Regions from separate parts of the Mus musculus genome. Here region 1 is linked to region 2. Evidence: chromatin contacts called from public HiChIP or PLAC-seq data. All regions are on one chromosome and are shown on one strand. Each heading gives the region's core, a stretch centred on a gene start, on an enhancer-like site or on the middle of the called end of the contact. The rest is flanking DNA. Distances are from core to core; before and after follow the strand shown. Region 1 holds the start of Dctn2 (dynactin 2). Region 2 overlaps Kif5a (kinesin family member 5A).

Region 1 (6,671 bases), core at 1,972-4,471, 35 kb before region 2:
TACAAGTGGGGACTTTTTCACTACACAGCCTTAAACAGATTTTTCCCCCCACAAATATTTATGACTTAATTTGAAAACAAATAAAATTAAAGTTGAAAACAATTTAGAGGTTCCTGCAGTGACTGGTCCAGCCGCAGATGAGACACGGACAGGCTCCCAGCCAGCATCCAGGCCTCAGAGCCACAGTGCCTCTGGGTTGGCGATGCTCCTCAGGCTGCACATTTACGTCAGCATTATGGGCAGCAGCAGAGCCGTTATGTGCAGCTGACTTCCCGAACACGGCCTTCCTAAGGCCCATAGGGACATGGAGGAGCCAGAGACATTAGCTGACATCAGGAAGTAACTTAGCTCTCAGGGCTTCTGATGCGCTGAGGGTCTGTCTCCACACACGCTCCTCTCTGACAAGCTGGCTGAGACACGACGATGGGAGGAGCTGCAGTCACGGTATCCACTGTCTGTCTACATCACAGTGACCAGCCAACAGTCTTATCCTCTCTCTGCAAGCTTGGTATTTTACAGGCTGAGGTTCTGAGGCATCCCTGAGCTAACTCCTCATCTCCTGCTCTGAGGACAGAGTTAACTGAGACACCTCTTGGAGTGACAGTGTCACACTCAGACACCATCTGCATTATCCCCAGGTAATAAGCTTTGTGGGAAGAGGGATCGGCAGACTGACATGCCAGCAGATACAGAAGCCACCAGGAGCACACTGTGGAGGGAAGGGACAGGAAGTTATTCCCACTGTGTAGGAAGCACTTCCACACGGGAGAACAAGATAAGGAATAAGTGAGCACGCCAAGCCATGCCAGTGTAAGGCAGCTGCCAACATTCCTCACAACTAACCAGCCCCACAGACACGGCCACAGGACTGACAGACACACACACTGGGCCTGCTGACAAGGTCCCCATGACTTTGGCCACGCCTCCACTGAGATCTCCTAGCATCAGTGAGAGCCCAGCCTAGCTCAGCCCAGTTTGCTGTGGAGCTAATAAAACACAATCTATAGAGGCCATCGCTGGACCTCTGTACCCCCAGGACTGTACTGACTGCTGTTCATTCACCCTGGGCTTTCTCTTATGTTACCTATACGTATGCTAACTCCTATACTTCCTGTACACAGTCTAACAGTCATGTAAAAGGGCTCCTTTAGGGCATCTCTTCCTCTGCAATAAATTCCTGGTTAAAGTGTGTGCCCCGCCCCCGACTCCTTAGAGCACACAGAGCAGGCTTAATATATTACTATCGTCTTTTCTCGGCTGATTACAGTATTTATGTTATTCCCCAAAATGATCTTGGTCTGACCACGCGTGTGGTTTTCTGACATTTCCAAGTCATTTGCTTCCACCTTCCCTAATGGCTGCTACAGTTCAAATTCAAGTTCTTGCTAAATACTAATGAGAACTTAATTTAATGAGTGAAATATCTTATAAAATAAAAAAGGTCGGACTGGAGAGATGGCTCAGCAGTTAAGAGCATCTGGCTGCTCTTTCAGAGGTCCTGAGTTTAATTCCCAGCAACCACATGGTGGCTCACAACCATCTGAAATAGAATCTGATGCTCTCTTCTAGTGTGTCTGAAGACAGCTACAGTGTACTCATATAAACAAAATAAATCTTTAAAAAAAAATGTCTACTCCAACCTTAAACGATTTACTATGTTCAAGCTTTATAATTCAATGCACAGATTAGACCCTGGGGCCTAACTAATCACTAGTCCAGAATGTAACTGCTTTGAGATATCTCAATTGTATTTAATAAGACTTGGGTTTTACAGGTCTTGTTAGTTGTAATCTCACTGGCTCGACTCTCCTTTCTGGCATTGTTCATTGGTGGCTGCCAGCTGCTGGGCAAGGCCTTTGAAAGCCCTGAGACCTCCACACCACCCAGGCTGGGGTTGGCATACCCACTTATTGTTGTGGCTTGCCAGAGAAGGAAAAGGACCTGCATCTGGGGAGAAAGGTCAGAGTCCAGAGGGATCCTGAGGTAGCACACAGTCTTACCGCATCAAACTCTGCTTGATCATCCTCAGGTAGGTCGCTGGTTTCATAAACGTCTGGCTCATTCCTGGCCTGCAGGGAGAAGCGGTGACCACCCAGACTCATTACCCAGCATTCATCCCTTATCCCATTTCCTTTGAACAAGGCATTGCAAAACCTGACTGTCATTCAAGGATTCCGCCCTCCACCTCCCCTGTCAACTCTATGTCCGTTTCATCCAGTGGGATGACCACAGGTACAAACTGGGATCTGGGATAAAACGTCCATAGTGAAAGAAAGATGCTACCCTGAACATGGCTGAGAGGCCAGTCCTTGGTAATTATCTTGTCCTAATCTGGTGAGGGTTTCTTGAGTTAGGCCCTGCACATCACTGTACAAGGGTTGAGAGTGACTCAGGACCTTAGTTCTCAAGGTCCGGTGTGCCAACCCCCCGCCCCCAACCCTGAGAATGCAGAGAGGACAGCATCAACGGAGGGTACATGCCGGCTTGTGCATGAGGAGCAAGCACACAGGTGCTCGCAATGCACAGAGCTCCCCACTGGCACAAGGTTTCTGCAACAGTAACCTCTTCCCTGGCAAGATGAAGGCCACCAAGTGGCCTGGTGAGTTCGGCTGGAGTCAGGGTGCGGGGGCGGGCAATCGGGAAATTTGGGGCGACAAGGGCACTGTTGACATGGACGGTACAGACATTCGGGCTCAAGTGGTAAGCGCCCGGAGGCGATTTCTGGGCGGAGAAACCGGCTACTGCCAGAAAAAGGGCCCGACGCGGTCCAACGGCCCGGCCCAGTCGGGTCTGGAGTCCAGAAGGTGCTGCGGCCGTCGAAGGGCGAGCGGCGGGGACCCTTGGGGCTAGGGGGCTGCCAGCGGGAGGGGTCGCGGGCTGGCTTCTGTTGGGGGTCCTCGGGAGGTCGGGGGCGCGGTCTGGGGAGCCGGGCCCGGCCCTGTACTCACAATGCCGGGGAGATCGGCGTATTTAGGGTCCGCCATGGCGGCGGCGAGGCGGGGCTGGGGGACCGAGGCCTCGGAGGAGCCGGGGCTGGTGACCGAGTGGGGGAGAGGCTGGGTCCGGGTCCCCAGCAAAGGCGACGATAAGGGGAGCGGCGGAGGAGCAGGAAGTCTCGCGACAGGAGCAGGCCGGCAGGAGGCGGGGGACAGCAAAAGTCGCGAGGACAGCCGGCTACCACACCCCTGGACAGGCTGGGATTGGTGAGAGCGACAGGGAATGAGGTAATGGCGAGGAGACGCCGCCTAGCATTGTGGGATATGTAGTCCCGGTCTTCTGGGGCTTGGGCTGGAAGCGACAATAACAACGTTAGGGAGCTATTGCATACAGTTATCTCCTTTCGTTCTTAATAGTCTATGAAAGGAGTTTCATAATTCCTGCTTTAGAAAACCTAGAGATTGGTTACATGAAACCACACAGCTCGCCACGTTGTAAACAATAGCAAGATTTAGTAAACATTTAAAGAATAGAAAAATGAGGCCGTCTTTTCAGGTTAGGGCTTCTGGACAAAATAGAGGGACCCTAGTTAAATTTTAATTTCAGGAGCTGGAAAGATGTCCCAGGGGTTAAGAGCACAGTCCTCTTGTAGAGGACCTGGGTTCTATCCCCAGCATCCAGATAGTGGCTCACAGCCATTTATAATTCCAGTACCAGGTGCCCTCTTCTGGCCTCTGAGGGCACCAGACACACACGTGGTACACTGACATACATGCAGACAAAACACCCATACACATAAAATAAATAAATAATAACAATTTTTTATTGAAGTTAATTTCAGGTCAACAACTAACAATTGTTAGTATAAGCATGCTTCTTATATTTCTGATATGCATATAATAATCTGAAACCCAAGTTCGTCTGAGGGTGCTATTTCTTCTTCTTTTTTTCTTCAAAAGTCTGGACATCTTAAATGAAAAAGCGCTGGCTCACAGTCTGACTGAACTCTCCATGACGGTCATCAATTTCATTAATAGTTCCCCAGAAATTAGGAGGAAGGAATTTGACACAGGTCTCAAACTGTAGTTCAGGGTGGCTTGGAACTCACTTTTCAGTGCTGGGGATTGAACTCAGGACCTTACATATAGTAGCTTTGTGTCCAGTCAGCAACCAATCTTTCTGGAGGAGAGATACAGTATGGTTAATCCTCTTACTTTGCCACATCAATGCATGACAATAGAAACCCCAATTATTTAATTTAATTTGTTTCTTTGTGTGTGTGGTGTGTGTGCGCGCACACAGGAACGTGGAGATCAGAGGACAGCTGTTATGCATCTGCTTTCTCTCCCCACCATGGGGGTCCTGCAGATCAAACTCAGTCGTGTGGCAAGCCCCTTCACCTGCTGAGCCATCTCACTGACCCATTTTTAAAACAGAAGGAAAGGCTGGGTGTGGTGGCACATGCCTGGTCTAGTGAGTCCCAGAATCTCTATGTAGCTCCAGCTGTCTCAAAACAAGAACAGAAGAGGAGAAGGAGGAAGGGGGTTGGGGCTGGGATGGGAGGTGAGAGACAAATAGAAAACCTACTACGTGCTACTAGAGAAATAAAAAGGTACACTCAGGACAAAAGGAAGTCCTCAAGCCAGACACAGTGCTGTCCACATATATTCCTAGCACTTGGTAGCCTGGGTAGGAATACAGGAACAGGCTAGCCTGTGTAAGGACCCCCCACCCCCCACCCCCCCGGCCAGGTCCCATCTCAAAAATTAAAATAACCGAAAATAGAGGATGAACTGTTGCAGCTGTATAAAAACCTTGTTGGGGGCATGTGTGGGCACACATACCCACTGAATTCTTGCCTCGATGGACTGTCATTTTGAAGTCACTAAGGATGCCACCTTCTTGTCTCTAGAGGCTGGACGTTGGTATATTTCCTGAGCTTGCAAGATGCTGCAACCTTCAGAAACAGTGCCAAACGACCGAGGGTAGCGTTCCTGAATTAGGAACTCGCCATTCTCATTCCTGGCTTCTGCCCAAGCCTCGGCCTCTGTCACCATGATCTCCAGGTCATGTATTGGGCTTCTTTCTGTTGGTTCCCTTAAGAGTCAAGGAGTGTGACTAGTGAAGGCCCAGCTCAGCTGGTATCTGGCCGGTTAGGGCTTGTTTGTCTAGGCCACTGCCCTCTCATCCTTCCCCCTTAGTAACTAACTGACCCTAGACACTGGCCAGTTTCTGAGCCAAGGCCTCCACCCCCTCCCTTCTGATTTCTCCCATCACCCCATCTTCCCCTTGGCTGGAACCTCAAGCCCTGCATCGGAGCTCTCTGTTGACAAGCAGAGGCTGTGACATTGAGCGAAATCAATTTGACCAGCTCGTGGTGTTCCTGTTTTGGGCTGCGGAGGAGACAGGACAAGAACTCTCTGGGCTTGGCTCTTTGTCCCCTTTCCTTTCCTTTCCTTTCCTTTCCTTTCCTTTCCTTTCCTTTCCTATCCTTTCCTCTCTCTTTCTTTCTTTCTTTCTTTCTTTCTTTCTTTCTTTCTTTCTTTCTTTCTTTCTTTTCTTCCGATGTGGAAACTGGGAGAAGAAAAGAATGGAGACTCTGTCCAAAGGTAACTAGGGCAGTAAACACACAGAGATACTGAGCCCGTCTGAGACCCAAATGTAACTCTTTGCCCTGGAAGCTCCTCACAGCAGGACCTCTGGCCCTTTGTTCCTTTCCTCAGGCTGCTATACTCCTGTTCTCTTGCAAAAGCTGCCCTGCCTACCCATATCCCACCCCAACCTTAGAGGCCTCGATGAGAACTCCATCTGTCCCTGAATGGCTGGAAGATAGCTTGTCTTTCCTTCTATTATTATATTATATTTACTTCTATTATATATTATATTATAGAGGAGTAGGCAAGACCTGCCTGTCTTTTCTCCATGCCATGGGATCTAGACTTCACTTCTGTAGCTTCCCACCCGTAAAGGCTCACTGGCTCATTGTACATCTGAGGGGCAGAAAGAGGCTGGGAGAAGGAGGATAAGTGTGATTTAAATATGAAAAGTGGGGTGTAATGGGTGTTTTTTGTTTTGTTTTGTTTTGTTTTTTGCGGGGGTGTGTGTTCTGGAATTAAGGGAATGGGAGGCCCGTAGGTGCTCTTTCCCAGGCAGGCGACAGGCCCACCTTAGTCCTCTTTTCCATTCCTGTAGGTGGAGTCTAAGGAGGAACAGACAGGTCGCGTGTAGCAAAGTGAGCTGTGTGGGGAAGGGGTGAGGACAAGGTTATTTGCGAGCCTCCAAATCAAGGAACCAGGTGAGCCTAAGCCAAACTCCACCTTTGGGTGGTCGCAGTTCGGAGGATCACCTCCTGCGAAGGAAACCCCGCCCCCGCGGCTCCGGCGCGCCCCGCCCAGGCCCGCAGCGCGGCTGCAGCGCGAGGGGCGGAGAGGCACAGCGCGGCGAGAGGACCAGACGCCCAGGTCGCCCGCATCCAGTGCCGCAGGACACCGAAAGCTCATCTTCCCCGAGGCGTTCCAGCTGCTCCCTTGGCCTCAGCGACAGATCACCTGTCCACTGCCTCGACCTCAGCCCAGCGTCCCCTTCCTCCGGAGTACACGCTACCCTTGCAGTCGGAGACGCTCCCAGCCCCTCGTCGTCGTCGACCACCATGGCGGAGACTAACAACGAATGCAGCATCAAGGTGCTTTGCCGATTTCGGCCCCTGAACCAGGCCGAGATTCTGCGGGGGGACA
Region 2 (7,003 bases), core at 4,139-6,638:
CCATGAAAGTGGTAGCCGACGTGTATCCCCGATAGAGCCAGTGTGTATCCCTGATATCTGAAGTCGGGTGCATCAGGGCTGGTGTGAGGGGCGGGGCTTCCTCCCCCCCCCCCCCATTGAGTGTCTCTTTATGTCCCACCCTCCCCAGCCTGAACCAGAAGCTCCAGTTAGAGCTGGAGAAGCTTCAGGCCGACTATGAGAGGCTGAAGAATGAAGAGAACGAGAAGAGCGCCAAGCTCCAGGAGCTGACGTGAGTGACACACCTACCAGCAGACATGTGCAGATGCGGGATGCATGGGGGGCCTCTGTGGGGAGAGTCACAGGATGCAAGCATGAAAGGGTGGAGAGAGGGAAAGACACCAGCAAAAAGAATTGCCAGGCCAGCTGTGGTGGTGCACGCCTTCAATCCCAGCACTTGGGAGGCAAGGTAGGCGGATTTCTGAGTTCAAGGCCAACCTGGTCTACAGAGTGAGTTCCAGGACAGCCAGAGCTATACAGAGAAACCCTGTCTCGAAAAACCAAAAAAAAAAAAAAAAAAAAAACCAAAAAAAAAACATAAGGGAGTGTTGGGGAGGAGTGTCCAAAGGGGTCTTTCTTATCTCTCTTTCTCATTTTTCCTGCTGCAGATTTCTGTATGAGCGACATGAGCAGTCCAAGCAGGACCTCAAGGGGCTGGAGGAGACAGTTGTGAGTGTCTATGCCACATAAACAGAGTGGGAGAGGGCTCCCGTGCTCCTCATCTCTCCCCCGTGCTCCTCACCTCTCCCCCATGCTCCTCACCTCTCCCCCGTGCTCCTCACCTCTCTCCCATGCTCCTCATCTCTCTCCCGTGCTCCTCACCTCTTCCCTGTGCTCCTCACCTCTCCCCCGTGCTCCTCACCTCTCTCCCATGCTCCTCATCTCTCTCCCGTGCTCCTCACCTCTTCCCTGTGCTCCTCACCTCTCCCCCGTGCTCCTCACCTCTTCCCTGTGCTCCTCACCTCTCCCCCCTGTTCCTTACCTCTTCCCTGGGCTCCTCACCTCTTCCCCGTGCTCCTCACCTCTTCCCTGTGCTCCTCACCTCTTCCCTGTGCCCCTCACCTCTTCCCTGTGGCTCCTCACCTCCCCCTCGTGCTCCTCACCTCTCCCCTGTGCTCCTCACCTCTCCCCCGTGCTCCTCACCTCTTCCCTGTGCTCCTCACCTCTCCCCCCTGTTCCTTACCTCTTCCCTGTGCTCCTCACCTCTCCCCCGTACTCCTCACCTCTTCCCTGTGCTCCTCACCTCTCCCCCGTGCTCCTCACCTCTCTCCCATGCTCCTCATCTCTCTCCCGTGCTCCTCACCTCTTCCCTGTGCTCCTCACCTCTCCCCCGTGCTCCTCACCTCTTCCCTGTGCTCCTCACCTCTCCCCCCTGTTCCTTACCTCTTCCCTGGGCTCCTCACCTCTTCCCCGTGCTCCTCACCTCTTCCCTATGCTCCTCACCTCTTCCCTGTGCCCCTCACCTCTTCCCTGTGGCTCCTCACCTCCCCCTCGTGCTCCTCACCTCTCCCCTGTGCTCCTCACCTCTCCCCCGTGCTCCTCACCTCTTCCCCATGCTCCTCACCTCTTCCCCATGCTCCTCACTCTCCCCCGTGCTCCTCACCTCTCCCCCCATGTTCCTTACCTCTTCCCTGGGCTCCTCACCTCTTCCCCGTGCTCCTCACCTCTCCCCTGGGCTCCTCACCTCTTCCCTGTGCCCCTCACCTCTCCCTGTGCTCCTCACCTCTCCCCTGTGCTCCTCACCTCTTCCCTATGCCTCTCACCTCTCCCCCGTGCTCCTTACCTCTTCCCTGTGCTCCTCACCTCTCCCCCATGCTCCTCACCTCTTCCCTGTCCCCCTCACCTCTCCCCCATGCTCCTCACCTCTTCCCCGTGCTCCTCACCTCTCCTCTGTGCTCCTCACCTCTTCCCTGTGCTCCTCACCTCTCCCCCGTGCTCCTCACCTCTCCCCCATGCTCCTCACCTCTCCCCCATGCTCCTCACTCCTCACCTCTCCCCTGTGCTCCTCACCTCTCCCCTGTGCTCCTCACCTCTTCCTACCCTGTCCCTCCTGCTCTTTTACTGTGAGTCAGTTGCACTTTTGGGATGACAGACCACAACTATATAGCCTGAGGGAGAAGGTAGACCTGGCTTCCAGTTGCCCCCAAGTTTGCATTATTCCCCCCAGGCCCGTGAACTCCAGACCCTCCACAACCTTCGCAAGCTGTTCGTTCAAGACGTCACGACTCGAGTCAAGAAAGTAAGCGTGTTCTCAAGCCACCCCACCCCTGCACTCCTCTCCCTGTCTCGGGGTTCTCCAGCCTGTTATCCCCTGTGGGGTCGATTTGGCCTCGGGACAGCCATGTCTTTCTTCCATCTAACCAGAGTGCAGAAATGGAGCCCGAGGACAGTGGGGGGATTCATTCCCAAAAGCAGAAGATCTCCTTTCTTGAGAACAACCTGGAACAGCTTACAAAGGTTCACAAACAGGTGAGTGAGAGAACGTGAGGCCGGGTCCCGGTGTCTTACCCCACAAGTCCCTGCTTGGTACTTTATCTGATTCCACGTGTGCAGTGACCTTTGCTCTGAACCTATTCTCCCCTCTCAAGGGTTTTTCTCGGCCTATCTTTGCTTAAAGTGAAAGTCCCCCACCTTGCAAGAAGAGGTTAAAATGCATGCAGGATGGAGACACATCGGGGTCCAAGGGCTGGGAGATGGGTCAGCAACAGACTTGCCTGGCCTGCACAAGGCCATGGGTGTGTCTCTCTTCGGCCCTATGATGGGATCAGGGTCCGGATATCATACTGCCAGACTTCAGACAGGGCTATAAGGAAAACAAGGGTTTTGGGCTTTTTCTTAGCAAAAACAAACACTTCATATACCTACCTGGAGCAGGTGTGCAGGACAGTAAATGATGTTCTTAGCGTGACCCGCCCAGCCTCTAGTGGGCGCCAGTCAGAACTCCTGCACTGAGCGGCTGCCTCTCTATCCCCCTTTGCTGCTTGTTACTGCTCTGTAGGTGGAAGCCTGGGTTTCAAAGGTATGGGCTGTCTATGTTAAAGGGCAGTCCCAAGGAATCAGGACAGGAAATGTTGGGCGTGTCCACAGTAGAAGCATCCTCGTCCACACCAAGGAACCAATGCTCTCGGTATTTTGGTAGCAGGCCCTCTAATTGATTCATAAAATAAGCCCCAACCTAAATTTCATTCCCCCCTTCTCAAATCTACCTTTAATTCCATCTGGTCCCATTCTCCAGCTAAGCCCTCCTTCCCCCCCCCCCCCCGCCCCCAAGCCTGGTGTCCGTGCCGTACAGTAAGGACTTAGTGAGTATATCCTTTTGAAAACTTGCTAAACTTGACTTGGTCATAAGCTGCTGGGTCTGTGTCCTTTGACTTTCCGAGGGCTTGACTGTTATCTTTCCTTCCCTATCTTATTATGAAACGGTAGAACATCTCAAGAGAAAAGCTGGATAACAGCCTGAGAGATCTTTAACAGTGCAGGCTAGGGGGTAGCTACGCTGAGAGGATGCTTGCTGAGCTTTGGCAAACAAAGCCTCAGGTTCAACCCCCATCCATACCAAACTGGGGCCAGGCATGGTGGCACAGGCCTGGAATCCCAGTACCCGAGAAGGTAGAGTTTGAAGGCAGCTGAGACTATATCGTGAGTTCTAGGCCAGCCTGGGCTACATAGTATGTCACTGTCTGCCTGTCTTTCTTTTTCTTACTTAATTCTTTTTCCTTCCTCAAAGCCTCTGCTTCTGCTCTAAGTCCCAAACTCCAAAAACCGCTCCCCTAAAGGACAGATAGGAGTAAGCAAGGTCCCTCCCTAGCAGAAGCAGTCTGTGAAGGAAATAAGAGTTGCCACCAGTTAAGCTAAACCAGGAGCGGAGAGACATTCCATGTCCCTAATCAACTAAAGCTGCATAGAAGATTCTAGCTCTGTCCCTTTCCCATCATGCTCTCTGCTGTGCTGACCTGCCTGCCTTCTTCCCTCCCTCCCAGCTCCCAAGGCCTTGCACCTGAGTAGTTTCAAGTGTCCATCAATGTATAGACACTGCAAAATGATCCAATGGCCTTTTCACTGCGGAGTGGTTACCATCACACTCTGGCATAATTTTAACAGGGTAGGGGAAGACAGCCCAGGGGGTCCCTGGGGAAAGGCAGTGAGCACAAACGTTTGTGCAATCTCAGGACTTCCTTTCCTTCCTGCGAGGCTCTGTGTGTGTGGCTGCATGGGTCCCAGAGCCTGGCTTCTACAGAGCCTAGCTTCTACTTTGCCAGGCTCTCACCTGCCGCGCCCTTCTCAGCCTGTGTCCACCCTCTGTCATGTGCTCCTGCTGTCCTGCCTTGGCACGCTCACTCAGCCATCTCATCCCCATGGGGCCCTGGAGCTGTGGGTCGGGCATGGGCTGTGGCGTACAGTGGACGGACGGGAGTGTCCAGATGGATGGCGCGTGGACAGGGCCATAGCAGAGCTGCAGGTTTTGCCACTTAGAAGACAGGGAGATGCCGGGCATTGTGGCACACACCTTTAATCCCAGCGCTCGGGACAGCCAGGGATACACAGAGAAATCCTGTCTCGAAAAACCAAAAAAAAAAAAAAAAAAAAAAAAAAGGAAAAAAGAAAACAGGGAGATGGAAGAACCGGCTAGAGCCACACACTGCTAGAGCAAGGAGGTCCCTTGACAGGGCCTTGATTGTCCTTTATTCTCTCTTCTCCCAACCCCCACGCTCCTCTGGGTGACTATTTTGGGTCACCGGCTTTTCTTCTGGGCTCTCCCGTGCGGCTCACTCCGCAGCTGGTACGTGACAATGCAGATCTGCGTTGTGAGCTTCCTAAATTGGAAAAACGACTTCGGGCTACGGCTGAGAGAGTTAAGGCCCTGGAGGGTGCACTGAAGGAGGCCAAGGAGGGCGCTATGAAGGACAAGCGTAGATACCAGCAGGAGGTGGACCGCATCAAAGAAGCCGTGCGGTACAAGAGCTCCGGCAAGCGGGGCCATTCTGCCCAGATCGGTGAGTGGATGTCAGCTGGTGAGACCGCATCGCCACCTGAGGCAAACGCAGCCAGTCCCTAAGTGCCAGACCACTCAACGCTTGCTTTTAGTCCCCAGCCTTTCCACCAGAGGATGACGCTGTCAGTTTGTGGTTTGCTGGGGTTGACCTTGGGGCCAGGTAGACTCGGGTAACCGATGATAGCTTTCTCACGGTTGTTTCTTCTGTTCTGTAGCTAAGCCTGTGAGGCCTGGCCACTATCCTGCCTCCTCACCCACCAACCCCTACGGCACCCGGAGCCCCGAGTGTATCAGCTACACCAACAACCTCTTCCAGAACTACCAGAACCTGCACCTGCAGGCTGCGCCTAGCTCCACTTCAGATATGTAGTGAGTGACGTGGGTGTGGCCGCAGTTCCAGCCCAAGGCCATCTGGGCCCTCTGAAGGCATTAGGGTGGTGTCAGCTCTTGGTTCCTTTAAAAATGCATTTCCTGAGTCCCGTGGTTTCTAACCCTTTTCGCGGTCTTCTGGGTCGTGGTTAGGAGGTGGGTGCTTTCTCCTTGTCGCCATGATTGGTGGCCTCTGTTGCAGGCATAGAAAGGGTGAGTGACCGGGAGGAAGGTGGGCATAGTGGCTCTCAGAATGGTGGGCTGCATCTGTATTCTGCTCCTTCCAGCTTTGCCAGCAGCGGAGCCACATCTGTTGCCCCCTTGGCTTCCTACCAGAAGGCCAACATGGACAATGGTAAGTGATGAAGACGCAGGATTCCCAGGGAAGATGAGAGGTGTTTACAACAGACACGAACAGAACCTTCCTCTCACTGGAGGGTCAAACAAAACGATACTGTCAGGGAGAGCTCGTGGAACAGCCTGTGCCTAGTGTGGTTTCTGCCCTGCATCCCATTCCTGGTACAGCTGGGGAGGGAGGGGTTGTACCGGGGTTGGGTACGATTCATGTGGACCAGCTTTCTCCTAAGGGCTTGCTTAGGTCTCCAGCCAAACCCACTATTTTCTGGAGTGGTGAGGGTAGAGTGCCTCAGTTTACCAGTTCAGAGGCATGGGCTTCAGGATGGGAGGGGTTGTGAAGACTGTTCCTCACGCCAGCTTTTTTCTAACCCTGTGTTCTCATCCCTTCAGGAAATGCCACAGATATCAACGACAACAGGTACTCAGACTTGGGGTCTCTGGGCGGGACCCAAAAAAATCGAATAACACTTCTCTAAGAGGACTTCCCTGGAGCTCTGGGGAGGAGGGAAGAAATGAGGCAGGAGATCCAGGCACTCCCATGGGTACTTTCTCCGTACCTCAGGGAACGTTCCGACCTTGGGCAAGGCCTGAGGTTCCTTAGGAAGCCTGCATCCTTCCTGCCCTCACCCGCCCTTCAGTATCTCAGGCACGCTGTCAGAGTGCTGGCCGCAGTGGGGGCAGAGCTGTTGACAGGCTGTTTCTTCCTCCAGGAGTGACCTGCCGTGTGGCTATGAGGCTGAGGACCAGGCCAAGCTTTTCCCTCTCCACCAAGAGACAGCAGCCAGCTAACTCCCAACCCTGGCCACATATCTGCACTTTCAGGTAGCTGCAGGCCACTTCCCTCCCTAGCCCCAGCCTCCTCCTGTCTGGCCATGGCTGCTTCTCCTGTTCATGTGTATGTGTATATGTTTGTATGTGTCTGTATGTGTGTGTTGTGTGTGCATGAGTGTACCCACATCAGGAGGCCAAGGTTAGTAGGTGTGGGTGTCTTCATTTGTGTGTGTGTGTGTGTGCGCGCTCACATCCACAGGCCAGCCTTGGTGTGGGTGTCTTCCTCTCTCACTTTCCATCTTACTTTTTGAGGTCTCTCACAGAACCTGGAGCTTGCTGTTTTGGGGTAGACTGGCTGGTCAGTCACCTCCCCACCCTCCCTCTGTCCCACCCCACCCCCCATATCTGCCCATTTCTGTCCCCTGGGGTACTGGGGATCCAAACATAGTCCTCATGTCTGTTCAGTAAGCACTTAGTGACTGAGCCAAAATCTTC

Evidence for each region. HiChIP or PLAC-seq counts read pairs in DNA pulled down with a chosen protein or histone mark.
Region 1: an H3K4me3 HiChIP or PLAC-seq map of the SCID.adh cell line shows a contact between it and region 2, with 16 read pairs. The contact joins the promoter of Dctn2 here to the enhancer-like site in region 2. A contact is called at or near these places in 7 of 39 promoter capture datasets (the 3T3-L1 cell line, 3T3-L1-derived adipocytes, hippocampal neurons and 3 more), 18 of 484 Hi-C or Micro-C datasets (the G1E-ER4 cell line, the HL-1 cell line, the N1E-115 cell line and 10 more), 10 of 115 datasets of contacts at active chromatin or transcription factors (the 230-238 cell line, CD8 T cells, the HPC-7 cell line and 4 more) and 3 of 9 other capture datasets (adipose tissue, liver and pancreatic islet).

Annotation. Positions count from the first base shown.
Region 1 is chr10:127,262,812-127,269,482 of GRCm38.p6, reverse strand. Dctn2 (dynactin 2) reads right to left here and starts at 3,221. Exons shown (of 14, transcript NM_027151.2): 1 at 2,949-3,221; 2 at 2,001-2,069. The coding sequence starts at 2,984. Gm40800 (a long non-coding RNA gene) reads right to left here and starts at 5,179. Exons shown (of 2, transcript XR_872171.2): 1 at 4,782-5,179; 2 at 3,739-4,116. It overlaps Kif5a (kinesin family member 5A), which reads left to right and starts at 6,120. Exons shown (of 29, transcript NM_001039000.4): 1 at 6,120-6,671. The coding sequence starts at 6,587.
Region 2 is chr10:127,229,301-127,236,303 of GRCm38.p6, reverse strand. It overlaps Kif5a (kinesin family member 5A), which reads left to right. Exons shown (of 29, transcript NM_001039000.4): 20 at 149-250; 21 at 627-687; 22 at 2,186-2,257; 23 at 2,383-2,487; 24 at 4,796-5,012; 25 at 5,227-5,380; 26 at 5,668-5,735; 27 at 6,128-6,155; 28 at 6,448-6,559. The coding sequence ends at 6,526. Among named protein-coding and RNA genes, the nearest start is that of Pip4k2c, 21 kb to the right of the region's middle. Within about 2 kb of position 5,388, at least 41 of the 459 cell types and tissues checked have an H3K27ac peak or open chromatin away from gene starts, as enhancers often do. A contact at or near this core is called in CD8 T cells and the SCID.adh cell line, where this site is marked.